Regions from separate parts of the Sus scrofa genome. Here region 1 is linked to region 2. Evidence: chromatin contacts called from public HiChIP or PLAC-seq data. All regions are on one chromosome and are shown on one strand. The core of a region is the stretch at or near the end of the contact, and the rest is flanking DNA. Distances in the headings are between cores, read along the strand shown.

Region 1 (6,550 bases), core at 3,605-6,104, 90 kb after region 2:
TGTCTTTTCTCTAAGCTTCCACAGCATCCCTTCTATCCTGTTATTGCCTTAAATCTTTTCTGAAACGGTATGTTGGGTGTGTGTGTATGAGAGAGAGAGAAGGAAGGAGGGAAAATGGGAGCACGAAGGGAATGATGAAAAAATGTATGTAATTTTAAAACCCTCTATCCTTATGTGTAACCACGTGTCATTGTCTGATACGTAATCCCTTGGGTTCAGTAATGCTGTGCCTTTTTTTTTTTTTTTTTTTTTTTTTGGTAACTCGGGCTCTTGGTACAGTGCCTGGCACATGGCACTTATTAATTGCTGACATGTTTATGAATGTACACAGCAACCAGCAGAGCAGGATTCAAACCCAGGGCCCCAGGGCTGTGGACTCTAAAGCTCATAATCTTTCCAACATCGTCCCTGCCCATCTCAGGAGCATACGTCTAATAGAGCCTCAAAGGAATTGCCTCCATCACATGGAGACCATAGTTTTGCCGGAAGCAGAAACAGGATGCCTTCACCCTTAGGAGTCACTCATCTAAGGGCCGGGGAGGGTGAATGGAACCGTTTTGAGAGTTGGCAGGAAGCTAATGAGCATTGCATAAGTTCGGTGCACAAGTAAAGAGAGGGGTCAAAGTTTTGTGTACTTTGGAAATAAAACTGCAATACAGGCTGTCCTTTTGAAATGGACTAGCATCATTGGTTAAAAAAAATCCATACCCACGAAACCGAAATGCTCATACATTGTAGGTGGAAGTATTCAGTGCTGCAGCCTCTTTGGAGGACAATGGGGCAATAATTCTTTTTTTTTTTTTTTGTCTTTTTGCCATTTCTAGGGCCACTTCCCTCGGCATATGGAGGTTCCCAGGCTAGGGGTCAAATCGGAGCTGCAGCCACCGGCCTACACCACAGCCACAGCAACGCGGAATCCAAGCTGTGTCTGTGACCTACACCACAGCTCACGGCAATGCTGGATCCTTAACCCACTGAGCAAGGCCAGGGATCGAACCCGTAACCTCATGGTTCCTAGTCGGATTCATCAACCACATGAGCCATGACGGGAACTCCTGGGCAATAATTCTTAAGCTTAAATTGAAAGTAGCCTTTGAGCCAGTAATGTCGATCCTAGAGATGTCTTCTGCAGGTGTATATATACACATAGGCACAAAGAAATATATGTCATACTTGTAGTTGCTTTGTTCATAGTCACAGGTGAGGGGAAACCACTTAAATGTCCAGCTGGGACTGATTAAATTTATTATTGTTATTCACCCCCCAAAACGAAATGCTATGCAGGCATTTTCAAAAATGAGGCCTTTCCCTACTTACGTGAAACCACCACCAAGATGTCTGTTTTTTAATTCGAGAAAAAAAAGTCTCATGTAAGAAACGACATGCACGCATGTGTGTAAACGTATGCAGAAACTATTTCTGGAAGAATTCACAGGACACCCGTGGCAGTGGTTCCCTCTGATGAGGGAAGCTGTGGGAAAGCTGCAAAAGATACTTTTCCCTACCTTTTCATCGATACCTTTGAATCTTTTACTAAGAGTCGGTGTTGCCTCTTCAAAATTAATACATTAAAGTGTAAGCTTACTCTCCACGGAAGCCTGAAAATTGGGGAGTTTTCTTATTAGCAACTTTTAATTTTGGTATAATTTCCAGTTTGCAGACCCATTGCAAGAATACTGCAAGAAACACCCCAGGAGTGTGCCTGACATTTAATTGTTAGGTCTCTGCTGATCGGAACTCTTATTCAGCCTTTGTTTTCTCCACGGTGAGATCTTATTTGTGGACTGTTCTTCTGTTTAGGTCTGTGTTCTCTTTCTGCCTGATCAGACTGAGGTTACAAGGTTTTGGCAGACACCACAGAAGTGACGGTTCCGTCCTCACTGCGTCGTATCAGGGGGCCCTGTATTTCTCTGGTGTGTCAGCCCTGAGGCTACAGGAGACCCAGCGCTCCTTCAAGCGCACCCATGGAAGCTTTCAGCTGGGAATTGGAATCCCCTAAGGACCTGCCAGCCAACCTCATATCCTTCTTAGTTTTCCAGGAATGTTTGAAAGTATCGTGTTCAGTCACCCAGCTCCTTGCCTTCCCCTAAGAGGTTGACCAGGTGTATCCAGTGGAGTTACTTACGTATCTGTCCAGACGGACCCCACCGTGGACTGCTGATGCTCTCTGTACCACTGGACGCGTCACCGGTGGCTTTAAATCTCATCATTTAGATGGCCAATTCCAAAACCCCCCGAACCAGCTCAGAAAACGCATCCTTAAAATTCTGTTCCTCTGGAACCACTCTTGGTGCCAAGATCTGTATTAGTTTGGGTTACCCAGACAAACAGAACCAAGAGGTTAAGTGCGTGTACACGCGGGCGCGCCTGTGTGTGTATGATGAGGTTTTTGGCTCACACAGTTAGGGACCCTGAGCAGTCCAAGGCCTGCAGTTGACAAGCAGGAGACCCAGGGAAGCCGATGGTGTGGTTCTAGTCTGAGTCTGTGTGTGAAGGCGGGAGACCCCTGGCCCAGCTAAAGACAGCCAGGCAGAAAGAGTTCCTTTTCTTCTAATCAGGCTTTGATGGGTCAGATGGGGCTCACACACGGGAAGGGGGCTCTGCTGTCCTCAGCCTACTGATTCCAGTGTAATCTCAACCAAAAAGACCCCCACAAACACAGCCAGAATAATGTTGACCAAATATCTGGGCACCCCATGGCCCCATCACTTTGACCCATCCCATTCGCCGTCACAGGCACATATGTCAGTTTCAGTATTGGTGCTACTAATTTTGATCAGCTAAAGTGGTTATAAAGTTTCTCCACTGTAAAATTCTCTTTTCCTTCTGTAATTACGATGTAATTTGTGGAGAGATACTTCAAGCCCATATAACTGTCTGTTTTCCTTGTGACACTTTCAACTCCTAGTTCTAGCATTCACTGATAATTTTTTGTCTTCTTTTCCTTTTTGTTTGTTTCTTTCCTTTCTGTGTGTGTGTGTATGCATGCGCTTGAGCTTTTTAGGGCTGAACCCATGGATGTTCCCAGGCCAGGGGTCGAATCAGAGCTGTAGCTGCCACAGCTACAGCAACATGGGATCTGAGCCATGTCTGTGACCTACACCACAGCTCACAGCAATGCTGGATCCCTGGTCCACTGAGCGAGGCCAGGGATCGAACCTGCATCCCCATGGATACTTGTCGGGTTTGTTTCCTCTGAGCCACAACGGGAACTCCTCACTAGTAATTTTCTAACTCACATCATTCCTTCTTTATTTCTGAACTGGAGCTTCCCTTGGACAAAGAACTTTTCTTTTTTTATGTCATTGTGGACTCAGATTCTTTTTTCTTCGAAGGATTATAATGTTACTGGCATTTGCTTACTTTAATGCTCATGTGGTCCCAGATGTGGCCAGGGGCCCGTTTGCTGGCTCCTCTGTCCCTCTGACACATCCCTGTCATGCCTCGAGTGCCTCCCTTCTTTCTGGTTCAGCAAGATATCCCAGCCTCATCTTCTCTTTTTCCTGTCCCAGCTCTGGAATCAGCTTTTCTTCAGGAAGCCCTGGGTCCTTTTAGTTAAGAAGCTGGGTGTATACAAGCCAACATTGGGGTACCATTGCGTCTCAGCTCTCACCGAAGACGGAGCTGGAAACGTCTGTGTGCACACACCCCGCCCCCACCTTTCCCCCCAGGATCCGCGAGTTTGTCCTGATGCCTCCAATTCTAAGTCACCCCCCACAGGTTTCGTCATTTCCTTTTCACTGGTAGTGAAAAGCCTGTCTTGGTTGGAGTAGGTACCATTCAATTATATTTTCCTGGAGTAAAAATTACGCTTTATGTCTAGATTGTGTGACGTTTCCCACATTGAAGGGAAAGATGATTTTATATTGGAACATGGGGATATGGCCCCTTTTGTAACTAGGTGACATCTTGCTATATTTAACACCCCTTCCCCAGTTTTTGAAAATCACAAGGAAATAAGAAAAGTGAAACCGAATATATCAATGGGGAAAAAAATGGTAATGATGGCAGGTGATTTAAAGTTTGGCACTCCTGATAGCTTGGATTTTCTCTGTCAGTGGAAGGCAAAACCATTTCCTGAGAGATTGGAGATGGGCTGCAGGAACTCATTTATTTGTTCCTTTATTTTTTCATTCACCAAATATTTAACCATCCCCTGTAAGGCCCAGGACCATCTCACATGCTGAAGATAAAGCAGTGAGCAACGTAGATATGGTCTCTGTTACCCTGGAGACCGACAGTAAACAAGGAAACAAGGGAGTTCCCACTGTGGCTCCGCAGGCTAAGAACCCAACTAGTATCCATGAGGATGTGGGTTTGATCCCTGGCCTGGCTCAGTGGGTTAAAGATCTGGTTTTTTTCTGAGAGCTGCGGTGTAGGTAGGTCACAGATGCGGCTTGGATCCTGCATTGCTGTGGTTGTGGTGTAGGCCGGCAGCTAGAGCTCCAATTCGACCCGTAGCCTGGGAACCTCCATGTGCCTCAAGTGCAGCCTTAAAAAGGAAAACAAAAAACCAAAAAACAACCCAAGCAAACGAGAAACTGCTTGTAGCAAATCGTATAAAGGAAACAAACTAGTGTGAGATGATAGGGGAGGGGGGCAGTTTAGCTGGAGAAAGAAACTTGTTTTATGGTCAACCAGAGCACACAGCAACCAGGGGTAGCTGGCCTGAGATGAGCCAATATCTGGATATCAGATTGGTCTGACATTGAAGTTTTCCACTGAAAAGATGTAAGGATAGGAATAAGCAGTTAGACTTCTGTTTTTAAGATCATGCCTCCTGCTGTGTGGAGCTTGAAAGGGGTCAGGCCCATTACGATGGTATCTGTGATGTATGTGACTTCATATTCTTGCTAACATTGTTCATAAAACTCTTGACCTATTGGTGAAAAAATTGCATCACATGGTTGATTTGCCTTTCCTTAAATGTAAGTGAAATTGAGACATATTTTCATGGAATTCATTGGGGTATGACTAGTTGCATCAGTTTCCAAGAGTTGCTGTTAACACATGACCACGAACAGGGTGGCTTAAAACAGTGGGCAGGTATTGTCTCAAGGATTGAAGTCTGGTGTCAGCCAGCCAGACTCCTTCTGAAACCTGCAGAGAAGCCTTTCTTTGCCTCTTTCTGGCTTCCAGCGGTGACCATCAAACCCTGGCATTCCAGGTGTAGCTGCATCTGCCTCTTTGATCACATGGTGTCCTCCTGTCTGTCTGTGTCTTGAGGCTTTTTCCTCTTCTCGGGAGAAGGCTGGTCATATCGGATGAGGGCCCACCTTCATGACATCTGCAAAAACCCTAATTCCAAATGAGGGCCCCTTCCTGGGTACCAAGGATTAGGACTTGATCATACCTTTTGGGGGGAAAAGCAATTCAAGTCATCACACTAATAATAGTCTGGTTTTTTGTTTGTTTTTGGGTGACTGGCTCATTTTTTAACACTATGTATTGACATTTATTATTGGGGTTTTGTTTGTTTGTTTGTTTTGTTTTTTTTGCTAATTTGAGGTGTCACCATTGTCATATACTAAAGCCTAAGGAACACCAATTATGTGATCTGCAGTATCTCTCACTTCTATAATTTCCTTTTTTTCTACTTTTGTTTTCCCATTTTTTTTTTTGCTTACTTTTCTCCACCTCTTCTTCTTCTCCCTGGCTGTTTTCAGCAGTGTCCATTCCTCCTTTGATGGCTTTTAATGTGGTCTTCATTTCTCAGGGTTTTTGTTTTTTTTTTTTTTCTTGAGCTCTTGCAGTTTATCTCCTTGAAAAAAAATTTAAGTATTTCTCTTTTTTTGTTTTATGGCTGCCCCCAAAGCACAGACATTCCCGGGCGAGGGATCAAATCCAGGCTGTACCTGCAACCTGGGAACTCCAGATTTCTCTCCTTTTAAACAATGTTTTCTTTGATCTCTTGGTTTATGGGGCTCTATTTTCTTTACATTCTTTATTTTCATGCAGAAATGTTTTTTCATCGTTTTCTCCTTTATGACACTTTTTCCCCTCCATAGGTATTCTGGGTCTCCTTTTTGTCTGTCGAATTCTTGGCCCGTGTCTTTCCTGTAACATCTTATCCTGGGCGCCGTCCTGGTTCACTTTTGGTTATTGCCATCTTTGCATTAGGTGTGTTCCATGTGGGGTGGGTTAGTTGCTGAAAGATCGTATGCAGAAGGACCAGTATATCGCTGAGGTTTTTAGACCTTCTCTCACCAACACTTTGTCCTGAAACGGCAAGAAGTTTGCCTGACTCGCAAACATGTCCCACCCGTATGCTGTGAGACTCCTGGCAAGTGAGTTGGTATTATTTTCCCTTTTCATGTATGAAGGTCATCTGCCGAAGGGCAGTTGCACCTACTCTTTCTTTTTTGTCTCACCACTCTGACAGCCTGCTTTTTTGCAAAAATGTAATTCCTACTCATACCTTCCCTTAGCACCATCTTGCAGCTGTTGAGAAGTGTCACTTGGGGCTCGTTTTGTTCCACAGCCACCTGCATCCCAAGACCCTGCTGTTCGGATCCAAAGAGCATTGCTGGGCCACTCTGGATCTGAGCGC
Region 2 (6,342 bases), core at 658-3,157:
GTACATCCAAAACACTGTACAGAAGTAAATTGAAATCCTGAGGCTGATTGAAGGTGACAGGGAGCCCCTTTGGACAGATCTGGGTTCGTTAAAAGAGCCTCATTGGTCTCATTGTCTGCTTTTATAGTAATTATAAAATGATAAAATACCCTCTGCATATGTTGTGTATATGTTTTATACATTAGGCTCCTGTAGATGATACTGCTTAACATAAAGAGTTCCCTTGCTTTGGCCATTTGAAAACCATGGCTGTGTCCCATCATAAACCCCACCCACCAGACAACCACTTTGCTCTGACAACCCCAGGGCTCAGGGAACACACACACACACACATACATCCATTTTCCAATGATCATTTCCAGGAAGCGTGGTCCCTGGTTGCTCCAAATTGCACAGAATTTGAGATGTCTTTTTTTTTTCTTTTTGAAATTGAGCTTTATTTTATGTTCAAATGCACCGATACACACATTTTAGGAGTATACCACACTCTATGCAAATCACTTGTTTGGCCACTGACCCACCCACACAAATGACCCAAGCAAAGGACAGGCTTCCTTCCCTTGGAAAGTGTCTGGCCCAGAGGTCTTATGCCAAGAAGGAAGACACTGAGATTCAGGGAGGTGAATTCTGAATAAGGAGAGCTGCTAACAGTGATCAGACTGCAACTCAGCTCTGCCTGGCCAGAGAGTAAGATGCTTTCTGATGGCAGACCTGCTCCCTTGGGAGGTGATCAAGCTGTCTTCTCGCTCTCCCTCGGCTAGGATGGATTGTTGGCAGCTGAAGCAGACCATAAGCAGGGTCCTTAGGTCTGCTTTACTCATCTCACATGCAGCTACAGTACTGGATTCCAGCCAAGTCTTTGGGGGCTTCTAGATTTTTTAGCAGATTTTGGAGTAGAAGAGGCTCCCAAAGGAATCTCTGGACTGAAGAGGTACAGCTGCCTTAGAAAGCCATTTATAATAGATTTTCACTGGGAAAATGCAGCCTAGGTTCCAAAAGAATTTTCTAGGGTCCACCGATGTATCTACAAATTGCAGATCACTTGCTACTCACTCCATTCCATCAAATCACTGTTTCATATCACTGTGTTTCAAATCACTGTGTTTCATATATACATGCAAGGCAGGACCATAGCTCCTTGGTGAGTGCTAAGGGGGTTCTGGAGAAGTTCAGGTCACAGTCTTATGCTCAAGAAGCCTACAATAATCCCAGGGAGATGATACATACATAGATTAAAAACTTAATATAAGGTAATGTTTGATGACCATGCTCAGGTGAGAAGGAGGGAAAATAGATCATGGAACACTGGAGGAGGAGAGCAGGGCTCATTAGTCAAATGACCTAGGTGAAATTGCAGCTTCCCCTTTTCCTAGCCATGCGGCGAGTTTACTCACGTCCTTTAGGTCCCTTAGAAAAGCTCTGGACCCTTTTCGTAGACCCAACATGTTACTATGTCTCAGTCTGAGCGTGAACCATCATTTTAAGGATGAGAGGGTGTGAGCAGAATTGCAGAAGAGGGCTTCGCGGCAGGACAGAATCCGAATGAATTATCCACTGGACAAGCTCCATGAGTTACTTCTGGAACTTTGCTGGCATCTACCAAGCCCAGGCGGAGGCGACAACGCTGGAAACTTGATTCCACCCACCCTCCTACGTCCGCACTCCTTGGCACCGCCCCTGAGCTACCAGCGCCGGCCCCCAGGGGGCGCTGCCGCCCCGCAGCGGAGGCCCGGCCTAGAGCGCGCCCCCGCCGGCCGCCCCGCGCGTGCGCGCGGCCCAGGTGAGGAGGCGGTGGCCTGAGCCGCGGCGGGGGCGGCTCTCGGCGGTGGGGCGAGGCGGAGGGGCCGGGGCGGGGCGGGGCGGAGGGGCCGGGGCGGGGCGGGGCGGGGCGGGGGCGGAGCGGGTGGCAGCGGGGCCGGGGGCCAGACCAAGGCCAGAGGCGGGACCAGCCGCCGCCGTCTCGGTCTTGTCCCATCCCCAACAGTGCCGGGCAGCCGCCACTGGAGAAGCGGAAACTGCCGGGTGCGCCGCGCCGGACGAGAACGCGCCGAGGAGCAGCCGGGCCGCCTCCGTCCCGTCCAGACCCATCGAGAGGCCGCGGAGCCCCCTTCCCCGCGCCCCGCCCCGGCACTGCCCGAGCTCGCCGCGCGCCCCCGGACCGACCCCCGCCGCCCGAGCGCGCCCACCTGAGCCCATCCGTGCCCACCTGAACCCGTGCGCCGGCGCCATGGCGGAGCAGGAGAGCCTGGAGTTCGGGAAGGCGGACTTCGTGCTGATGGACACCGTCTCCATGCCCGAGTTCATGGCCAACCTCCGGCTCAGGTGAGGGCGGAGCGGCTGTGCGCACTGGCGCGAGCCTGCGCTTTCCCGAGAGGGGGAGCCCCTGCGGTGCGGCCGGGTTGGGGGTGTCCCGGGTGCGCAGAGCGGGAGGGATGGAGTGCGGCCGTGGGGTGTCCAGGGTCCATTGAGCCCGATATCTGAGAGCACGCCCTGGGGTGCGGTCGCATTGGAGTGGAAGGGGCGTGCCGAGCTCCTGGCCTTCCAGAGGTGGAGGGGGGGTGTCCTAGGGTGCTGTCCCGACGAGGGTAGGGGGGATCAGGGGCGTGCCGAGCTAGAGGCTGCGCTTGGAGCCTGGCAGGCTGGTGCCCTGCCCCAGGTAAATGATGTGGGCGGGCCGGGTGACCTAATGGAAACAAAAGTAAAGGGAAATAAAAACTTTAGGGAGAGTCGCGGCGGCCCCCAGGCCCTGGGAAGAGGGAAGGGTTGTTTTGGAGAGAGGCTGGGGTCTCATCCCGGTTTCACCCTTGATTCTTTTTCTGCTTTATTTATTTATTTATTTATTTATTTCCTGGCGTGGTTCCATCGCGTCATTCAGGATGCTAGGGAATGATCCCTGAGCTGTCTGTTCCGGGATACTGGTTATTTTTTAGTTACTCTCTCAACGTAATTAGACACGTTTCCAGACATCGAAGAGACGGCTCTGCTTGCCAGTGCCAAGATAAACTGTCTGAATTTGACAAGGCATTCATGGTTTCGGTTTTTTTCGAGGAGTGTGGACGGAGCTCTTGTGTTACTGACATCCTTGAGAATGCAGTCACAACTCAGCGCTCCGGAATGGGCGTCCAGGACTATATCTGTTTTAGAAAGGCTTCTCCATATGATTATTTCACTCCTGATGGAGTACTACGTAAGCAGAGCTTTAAAGTGGGTTGACTTTTTGGTTTTTTTTTTTTTTTTAAAGAAAACATTACAGTAAGTGGAGTTTCCACATAGCCGAGTTTTTGGGTGTGTGTGTGTTTCCTGAAGGTTCTGGCCCCATTTCTGGTAGGGTTTCTAGCTACATATCACTCCAAAAGCTCATAAAGTGAAAATCTTCATCTGGGTTTGGGTGCTTCACTAACCCCACTTGTTAGTGTTAACTTTAAGAACTTTAACCTGTTAATAACTTTAAGCAATGTTAACTTGTTAACTTTAAGAATTTCAAAACCTTTAATCTTTGAAATTGCAACCCCCATAGCCTTCACCTGCTCTTGGTCAGGTCTCATTATGCCCCAGAGTAAAGAGCAGGGGCACAGACCTGAGGTCTACACCTGCCTGCCACAGGTGACCTTGAGCCAGTGAGGATGTGTGTGAATTTGTAAATAATCTCTAAGAGTTTCCAGCACTTACATCCTTTTTTTGCTTTCCGCTCTCATTGGTCGCAAAGTCTTTACATGTGCGTCTTGAATCTTAAGAGCAATTGTGGAGCCTGATGAAGCTCAGGAGAGTGTTTGCAGTTGAATTCTGCATCGTGCAGGTACTCCCCGAGCTAAGGTGGGAGGGTCCTAAGACCTATCAGGTGTGTCCTTGCCTCTCGAAGAGGTGGCCTGTTGATGGAGACAGGGGGCAAGGTTGAAAGTGTCCATTGTTCTAAATAACAGGTCAAGAAAACAGCAGAAGAGTTCAGCTTCGGAGAGCTTAGATGATTCTCTGCCGAGTTATCATATAAACTAATTGTTCTGGAAGTTCAGCAGAGGGAGAGCGGCCTTAGGCTGGCTCAGACACACAGTCCAGAGGAGGGATGGAGAGGCGGTGCAGAGGGTGGGTAGGACTTGTGTAGGTGGAGAACATTCCAGGTGGATAAAGTGGCCGAGAGCAGAGGGGTGGAGGCTTAAAGGCTGACTCTGTTTGCGGGGAGGGGAAGGAGTGGGTGTTGGGGAGTCGCAGGAGTAATCACCAGCTCTCATTAGTAGGACCCTTGGCTGATGCCCAGGTTTCTAGCTCTCCCTTTATACCCCATCCCCAGGTCAGTAGGATCTGGATGTTGCAGGTGTCTCACCTGTGTGCTCTCTCCGCCCCTCTGAGAATTGGCAGCACGTCTCAGCGCACAGGTTCTGTGATGGTTCGTGATTTCCCTCTACGTCGGGGGCAGCTGGTTCCCTGGGGAGTGGTCAACACAGCCCCAGCCAAGGGCAGCAGAGTCCCTGCCTCCTCCCAGCTCTACATCCTGACGGCTGGGAAGCAGGCCTCTCATGATAGTTTGAACTTCCTGTCACCGTGATGGCGCTTCCGACCCATCCAGTGTTGAGCTGTATGAGCGACGGGGCTCCTGCTCTTGTGCCCTTGGGCATCTGTTGCCCTTTGCAGAAAGTGACCAGAAACCCGCTGCAGATCAGTTTCATCTCCTGGAACACAGGTGGTTGGTCCACACTGGGTGTATGTTGACGGTGGTATAGAGGCCAAGTTTGAGTGTGTTTCACCTCTCAGTGGATATGGACACATCATTCCTGCTTTCCCCAAGCTGCGGCTTCTCCTCTCCCTCCCTTCCGGAATGTTCCATCCTCTGCTGTCTGCCTGGCTCTCCTGCAAGGCCCTTTCCCTCCATTGATGGGCTGTAACTTGCAATTAGGCTACCATTGCTTCAGGGGTCTGTGTCATCCAAGCTGAATTTTAATTTTCCCAGCAGCAGCACCCAACAGCATTTTGCTGGCCACAGAGTGCATTCCTCGTGACAACACTTTCTGTAGAGAGAAGGAAAAAAAAAAGGAAGTTTCAGTTGCTTTATTTTATTTTACTGAAGGTTTTGTGACATTGTCCATTTAGAATTCTCTTTTTTTGCTACTAGTCTGGACTTCTCCCCCCCCCCCTTGGGTACAAGCTTTATTTTTAGACATCTGCTACAATTGATGTCACTTTCCCCTCATTGTTATTATTTGTACAAAGCGCCGTAGGCTTGTGTCTGTGTGGGTGAGTCTGGCAGAGGCAAGGCTCAGAGGGTGATGGGATCCGTGTGAGTTAGTGATCTGAGGAGTTGGCATTTGTGTTGTTTACCCTGGCACCAGCAACTACTAGGATCTTGAGGACCCCTCTCTCTCCCTCCTAGAAGTCTCTTGCTAGGGGGATTTGTTCTGTTTATTTGTTTTTCCTTTTGGTGGAGGCGGAGGTGTGGGCAGTTTGGCTGGTGGTCCCTCACTCCACTTCCAAAGGGTCTGATGAAGCAAGCTTCCCGCACAAGTACCTCCTGCCTCCGTGGTTCCTGCCAGCGCCCCCTGCAGGGCCACCTGAAGCCCCACCAGCAGCATCCTCACCATGCCCTTTCTTTTGTAGCCACTTCCTTTTCAGAGCTGGAGCCCTTTGGTCCCTTTTCTCTTTCCTTGGGCCATTCGTGGACTTGAGTCCTAACACAGTCAACCTCGGCTTTGCACCCTCACTCGCAGTGAGAGTCCTGCCAGGCCGCGCTGAGCATCTGGCCCTCACGGAGCTCTTGCTCAGCCATGCTCGTGGAAGGAGGGATGCAAGCTGCCGCTCGGCGTGGACTCGGGCCCGGGACACTGGCCCCGAGTCAGGTGCTTTTCATGTCACAGGACGAGGAAACCCACCTTAGGCGTCCAGTGTCTAACTTTGTTGGTTCCAGTTTTGAGACCAAGGCATCTGCAGAGTCTGGTGTCTTGGCTCTTTGGACATTTAATTCGTCCTCTTTTCTTACTGGTTTTTCTTGTCCATAAAAGCAGCTGTTTGGAGCACTGCGTTTGTCACCTTTGATCTAATACAGCATGTCTTTTATACCTTTGCTTAGACCGGGCTTTCCTCAACCCTGGCGCTGGTGACATTGAACCCGGGTCATGCTTTGAGGTGGGGGGCTGTCCTGTGCATTGCAGGATGTTGAGCAGCATCCTTGGCCTCTACCCACCACATGCCAGTAGCACCCCTCCCCTCCCCCTTATGACAGCCAAAAATGTTTCCAGATGTTGCCAAAAGTCCCCTCGGGGAGGGGGGCAAAATTGTCCCTAGTTGAGAACCACTGGCCTGGGCTGTTCTCACTCCCTGGAATGTCCTCCTCCTTCCCTCTCTCTGCCCTCATTC

Evidence for each region. HiChIP or PLAC-seq counts read pairs in DNA pulled down with a chosen protein or histone mark.
Region 1: a contact with region 2 is called in an H3K27ac HiChIP or PLAC-seq map of alveolar macrophages, with 4 times the contacts expected there. The contact joins the enhancer-like site here to the promoter of MYO1D in region 2. A contact is called at or near these places in 4 of 5 promoter capture datasets (fetal liver, fetal skeletal muscle and liver), 22 of 47 Hi-C or Micro-C datasets (adipocytes, alveolar macrophages, brain and 14 more) and 2 of 2 datasets of contacts at active chromatin or transcription factors (alveolar macrophages and skeletal muscle).

What each region holds. Positions count from the first base shown.
Region 1 is chr12:42,205,592-42,212,141 of Sscrofa11.1, forward strand. The region is part of intron 1 of MYO1D (unconventional myosin-Id); the gene reads left to right. Among named protein-coding and RNA genes, the nearest start is that of MYO1D, 88 kb to the left of the region's middle. Within about 2 kb of position 4,855, at least 2 of the 83 cell types and tissues checked have an H3K27ac peak or open chromatin away from gene starts, as enhancers often do. A contact at or near this core is called in alveolar macrophages, where this site is marked.
Region 2 is chr12:42,118,466-42,124,807 of Sscrofa11.1, forward strand. MYO1D (unconventional myosin-Id) reads left to right here and starts at 1,908. Exons shown (of 22, transcript XM_021067447.1): 1 at 1,908-2,322. The coding sequence starts at 2,228.